2 separate regions of the Mus musculus genome follow, and region 2 is linked to region 1. A link is a contact called in public promoter capture Hi-C data. All regions are on one chromosome and are shown on one strand. Each heading gives the region's core, a stretch centred on a gene start, on an enhancer-like site or on the middle of the called end of the contact. The rest is flanking DNA. Distances are from core to core; before and after follow the strand shown.

Evidence for each region. Capture Hi-C pulls out chosen DNA fragments and counts their contacts.
Region 2: a contact with region 1 is called in a promoter capture Hi-C map of liver. The contact joins the promoter of Tmco1 here to the promoter of Fam78b in region 1. A contact is called at or near these places in 3 of 39 promoter capture datasets (cranial neural crest, hippocampal neurons and pre-B cells), 2 of 484 Hi-C or Micro-C datasets (Sertoli cells and embryonic stem cells), 2 of 115 datasets of contacts at active chromatin or transcription factors (astrocytes and large pre-B cells) and 2 of 9 other capture datasets (liver and pancreatic islet).

The regions. Positions count from the first base shown.
Region 1 is chr1:167,000,105-167,002,747 of GRCm38.p6, forward strand. Fam78b (family with sequence similarity 78, member B) reads left to right here and starts at 1,313. Exons shown (of 3, transcript NM_175461.4): 1 at 1,313-1,724. The coding sequence starts at 1,462.
Region 2 is chr1:167,307,338-167,309,980 of GRCm38.p6, forward strand. Tmco1 (transmembrane and coiled-coil domains 1) reads left to right here and starts at 1,333. Exons shown (of 7, transcript NM_001039483.1): 1 at 1,333-1,596; 2 at 1,969-2,046. The coding sequence starts at 1,527.

The sequences.
Region 1 (2,643 bases), core at 63-2,562:
CACTAAGTACAACTTGTCTAAAGACACAAGACATTCAAAAGGCAGTGTTTCCCAAGGAGCTCCAACAACCCCCCCCCCCAACACACACACACACATACACACTGTGTGTTGTTCTGATAAGAGTATTTTCAGAGATTGTGGAGGGGTGATATGAAAACAGGCCATGAGTAGACTGAGCTGGTGCCTCGACTAACACTGGCATTTGGGGTGATTTTGTGTCAGCCTCCAATGGGATTTCTCAGGTTTCACTCTCAATACTGTGGTGCAAAAAAATAAAATTAAATTAAAAAATAAAGCTTCTACTAGACTAAAGGAAAATGCGGACCAGTGAACGAGGTAGTAAATCTATTTCGTGGCACTGCTGGAGGTCACACCCAACTCTAACAAACTATATCACAACGATACATCTCAGCTGGAGCTGATTCTCCAACATCTCTCCTCCCGCAGCCTCACCGTACCCCACTGTGGTTCCCTCTATACTCTGAACCGCGCCGCGCCCTCCCGGCCCCACCCATCCCAATAAGCAGGGTCCCGCTTCTACACCCCACTATCACCCGCGGGGCGCCACCTACCGGGGTCCCGGCCCCGCCCAACCCCACGTGCCGCGCCCCGCCCGGGAGCTAGCGGCCCTTTAAACACCCCCACCCTTGCACACTACCCCCCCCCCCGGACGGCAGCCGAAGAGGGACAAACTCATGGCGTACAGCCAGTCTCTTCCGCGGAGCTTGTCCCCCGTAGCCCTAGCCCGCTGGGCTCTCCGCCCGGGGCTACGGTCCCCTGGCGCCCCCCACACGCCCCCGCAGCCGGATGCGGGAGTGTGGGCGCTGTCCGGCTCCAGGGCGGGGCGGGAGGGAACACGGACTCCGCCGCCGCCGCCTGCCTCCGCCTGCCGCTCGGGCCGCCCGCTCGCCCGCCGCTGGGTGCGCTGCACGCGGGGGGCAGCCGCGGTGCAGCAGAGGTTCATGCAGCGGCGGCGGCGGCGGCGGCTGCTGCTGCTGCCGCCGCGGAAACAGACAAACCGGGCGCTGCCGCCGCCACCCTCCCGCAGCTCCATGCCGCCGCCGCCGCCTCCTCCTCCTCCTCTCCGGCGAAGGGCGGGGGGCTCCGGCCCGGGGTGGGCACCACTCCTCGCAGCGCCGCTCCCCTCCCTGCCCTCCGCCGGGGCACGGGAGCCGGAGAGAGCGCCCGCCGCCTCCTAGGAGCGCACGCTCCGCGCGCCCTTGCTGGAGCGAGGAGGCGGGCGTGGGCGGGCGTCGGGGCAGCCGCGACCCAGCGCGCGGAAAGGGGAGGGGGCTTCCCCGGAGGATGCCCCGCGGCGGCGGCTCCTCGCTCTTAGGCGCTAGCTGAGCTGGACCGGGAGCGAGCGGCGCGTCGCCATGCCGGCGTGACGGGTGCCCGCGGCTGCCCGCGCCGGGCCCCCGCGCTGCCCCACGCCGCGCCGCGCCGGCGCCGGGCGGCAGGATGGGCTGTATCCAAAGCATCACCTGCAAGGCGCGGATCCGGCGCGAGAACATCGTGGTGTACGATGTGTGCGCCACCATCGACCAGTGCCCCACGCGCATCGAGGAGACCTCGCCCATCGTCCTGCGCTACAAGACCCCTTACTTCAAAGCCTCGGCCCGTGTGGTCATGCCCCCCATCCCCCGCCACGAGACCTGGGTGGTGGGCTGGATCCAGGCATGCAACCAGATGGAGTTCTTCAACACCTACAGCGACCTGGGCATGTAAGCGACCGGCCACGCCACGCGGCGCGGGAGCGGGGTCCTGGCCCCTTTCTCCACTCTCCATTCTGAACCCCCTCCCCAACCCCTCTTACCGTTGCCCCCATCTCTTTCCGAACCTTCCTCCTGCCTCCCCACCCACCTCCCTCCTCCCTGCGCTTTTGTTTCAGTGACAGGGCGGGTGACGGGAGGCTCCTCGCGAAGGCATTTTCTCGTGCTTTGCTTCTGACTTCCTCGGAGAGGCGAGGAGAATAGTGAGGGGCAGGAAGAACGCGACTGGGAGGGTACAAGAGGCAAAGATAGGATGATTGGCGATTGTCGTGGGAGTTTGGGGGCGCAGTCTGTATTTGTGGGTCTCCCTGGGAAGTTTGGGGAGAGGAGTGGAGTCCCGGGGGCGCATGGGCTGTGTCGTGCGTCTTTTGGAGAAAATCAAGCTGGCTTGGAAGAGAAGGTCCAGGGTGTAGGAATGGGAGTTAGAGGTTCTGCCTTTGCTTCCCAGGCCAGCGAGCCTAAGGAGCATCTCTGCCTGGAATCTCCAGCTGGGCAGAAAGCCCCTCTAGCTATGCGCCCTGAGGACCAATTCTGGGGCGGTGGGGAGCTGGAAGGCACCGGATGCTCCCGGGCCAAGAGAAACTGGTGGCCTTGTGCTAGCCTGGTGTAACACGAGGTGTTTCTTAGGCTCAAGGAAAGGATGAGACACTTCATCTGTCTGGGGTCTTTACTTTTCAAAACTTTCCTAATTGCGGCGCTGGAAGGGATTCCCAGGCGCCCACCGCCTATCCAGTCGGCTGGCTGGGAGCTCTCCAACTTCCTTCAGCAGCGCCGGTTAGAGCGCGCTGAGGGTTTGGCAGCTGCGGTGCACCTAGATCGCCAGGGCTCTGCGGCCGCCAGGGGCGGACATCCTGCCCTGGAACCACACTAG
Region 2 (2,643 bases), core at 83-2,582, 310 kb after region 1:
CTGGCTTCTGAAGCTTTTCTGAATCCTCCGTGAAGAATCGGTCTTGCGCTCTCAACACTTTAGCTATAATTCTATCTTACTATGGCGTACAATTTCCCTGGGGAATTTTGGAACCAAGGAATCTTATCTTGCTCCATCTTACAGGGCCCAGTACTGTTCCTGACATATATTTAATGTCTATTAAAGACGTATATTTATAGTTATATCTTTATTTAATAGACATATATTTAATATCTATTAAAGGAGTCCTGGATAAATATAAGGCAAGAGAAACTAAAAAGGTAATGCTACAGAAGATTTATAAATTGTGTGCAGTGAAATTTGGAAGAACAATGACAGAAAATGGAAGTCAAACTGGGCATGGTGGCACAGTTATGGAAAGCTAGGACAGGGGGGTCTCTTGAGTGCTCCAGGTCAACCAGGGCTCCATAGTGCAACCCTGTCTCAAAAAAACACAAGGACGCACAAAGGAAGACTTCTGAGTTTTCTTGAGGAAAAAGAGCAGATCTGAGAATTGGGAGGAATCGAGTGCTCTTATATCAAGGCCTTCCCGTCATTTTCTCGCCCCGCTTGCACACGGTAATTTACAGTCCATCACGGAGGACATCTGAGTGTATGAGGCTCTCTCAAGACATCCTACTTTTACACACCACACCTTTTTCTATCCCCGTGTCCGTCCCCCCCCAACCCCCCGGCTGTTTTTTTTTTTCTTTCTTTCTTTTTTTTTTCGAGACAGGGTTTCTCTGTATAGCCCTGGCTGTCCTGGAACTCACTCTGTAGACCAGGCTGGCCTCGAACTCAGAAATCGGCCTGCCTCTGCCTCCCAAGTGCTGGGATTAAAGGCGTGCGCCACCACCGCCCAGCCCCCAAAACACTTCTAACTCAAATTCAACGTTTTCACTTCTTCCCCTTCGACTGCGCCACCGTTCCTTCCAATAAAAGCCCGGCCGCAGCAAGCGAGTTGTGCAGCCCTTCTCCTCCAACGGCGTCCCCGGCATCATAAAGGCTGGTTTAACCAGCGCCCGAGGACTCCTCGACTCGGCTCGCCCAGCCCAGGACCGGGGCGAGCCCCCAGACCCTGACGCTCCGCACGCGGTGGCCTAACTTTTCGGCCACGGAGGCGGGGATGCGGGTGAAGTCCAGCCACCGTGTGACAGGGTTCTAGTGTGAGGTAGGCGATCGGGCTCGGAGAGCAGGTAACGCACTGCCGAGGTCGCAACGCCGCCGCCACCACACCGCCATCCTCCGACCGACCTGGCTTTCCAACTCTCGCGAGACCGGGCCTGGCGCGCGCCTTCGGCCCCCGAGACTTGCGCGTTGCCGCTCTCTCCCGACTATGGCGGCCAGACGGCGGGAGTGAAGCCTGTAGTTCCGGGTCGGCGCCCCGGAAGCGGAAGTGTAGACTCGGGGCTGTCAAAGTTGTAGCGCTCCTCGAGGGTCGGTCCCGCCACGTCTCTTCCCGGTCTCTCTGGCTCTGGAGTGCTTTCCCCCCGCGGAGGGTGGGAGCGCGGGGACAGACGGGCGAGATGAGCACCATGTTTGCAGACACGCTGCTCATCGTCTTTATCTCCGTGTGCACCGCGCTGCTCGCCGAGGGTGAGGGCGGCTGTTTCCTTGGACGTTTGATTAATCCCAGGGTGGAAGGGCACTGGGGTCCCTCGCACCCCATGAGCAAAGATCGGGAGCCTCACTCCCTGCGGCCTGCGTGGTCCGTTGCAAGAAATCCCGGGCTCATCCCCCTATAGAAGCAGGAGAGTAGTGTGGAGTCATACGTCCTGATTTTCTTTACGTATTTGTGGATACACTGAAAAAAACAAAACAAAACATGGGTTGATCTGACTTTGAAAAAAGTTACTGATAAGTATAGAGCAAAATGTCGAAATCCTTTTGTCTCCAATACTAACAATTAAAGATGGTTTGTTGTGATTTCCATTTATTTCTCATTAGCATGTTGCTTTTACTGTTTAGGCATAACCTGGGTCCTGGTTTACAGGACAGACAAATACAAGAGATTGAAGGCAGAAGTGGAAAAACAAAGTAAAAAATGTGAGTATGGTAAGACGGTGGACGGTTCAACACGGGAAGTTCAATGGGTGCATGTTCACAGTAACTAAGAGAGGAGTATACCAAGAATACTACAAGCCAGTGTTCCTTGTTAGGGCAACTGAAATCTCAACACTCAGGAGATGGACATGATTGTGAGTTCGCAGCTAGTGTGGGCTACATAGGGAGATTCATGTTACAAACAAAACCATACTCTAACTTGGTAAAGATAGAAATCAAAGACCTTTGTGCAGCATCTTTAATAAAGCTAAAAGGAATCTGGGTGTGGTAGAGCTCCAGATAGGGCAGGCCTGGTCTACATAGTGCATTCCAGGCTGGATCTACTTCCTGTCGAGACCTTGCCTAAAACGGGGGGGGGGGGGGGGGGGGCGGGGAGCTAAAGGGGAAAGGGGTCATGGCAGACACACACACACACACACACAGAGTCTTCATTCTAAAGAAGAGGTCCTGTTCTGTTGTGAGAGACTATGGAAGATCTCATGGTACAGATGGACCCAGTGCCTTGTGGATTAGTTAGAATGTAGATAGAAGATAAAAGAGGGAGAGGAAATTCTAGGGAAAGGAAAAATCACGTAAACA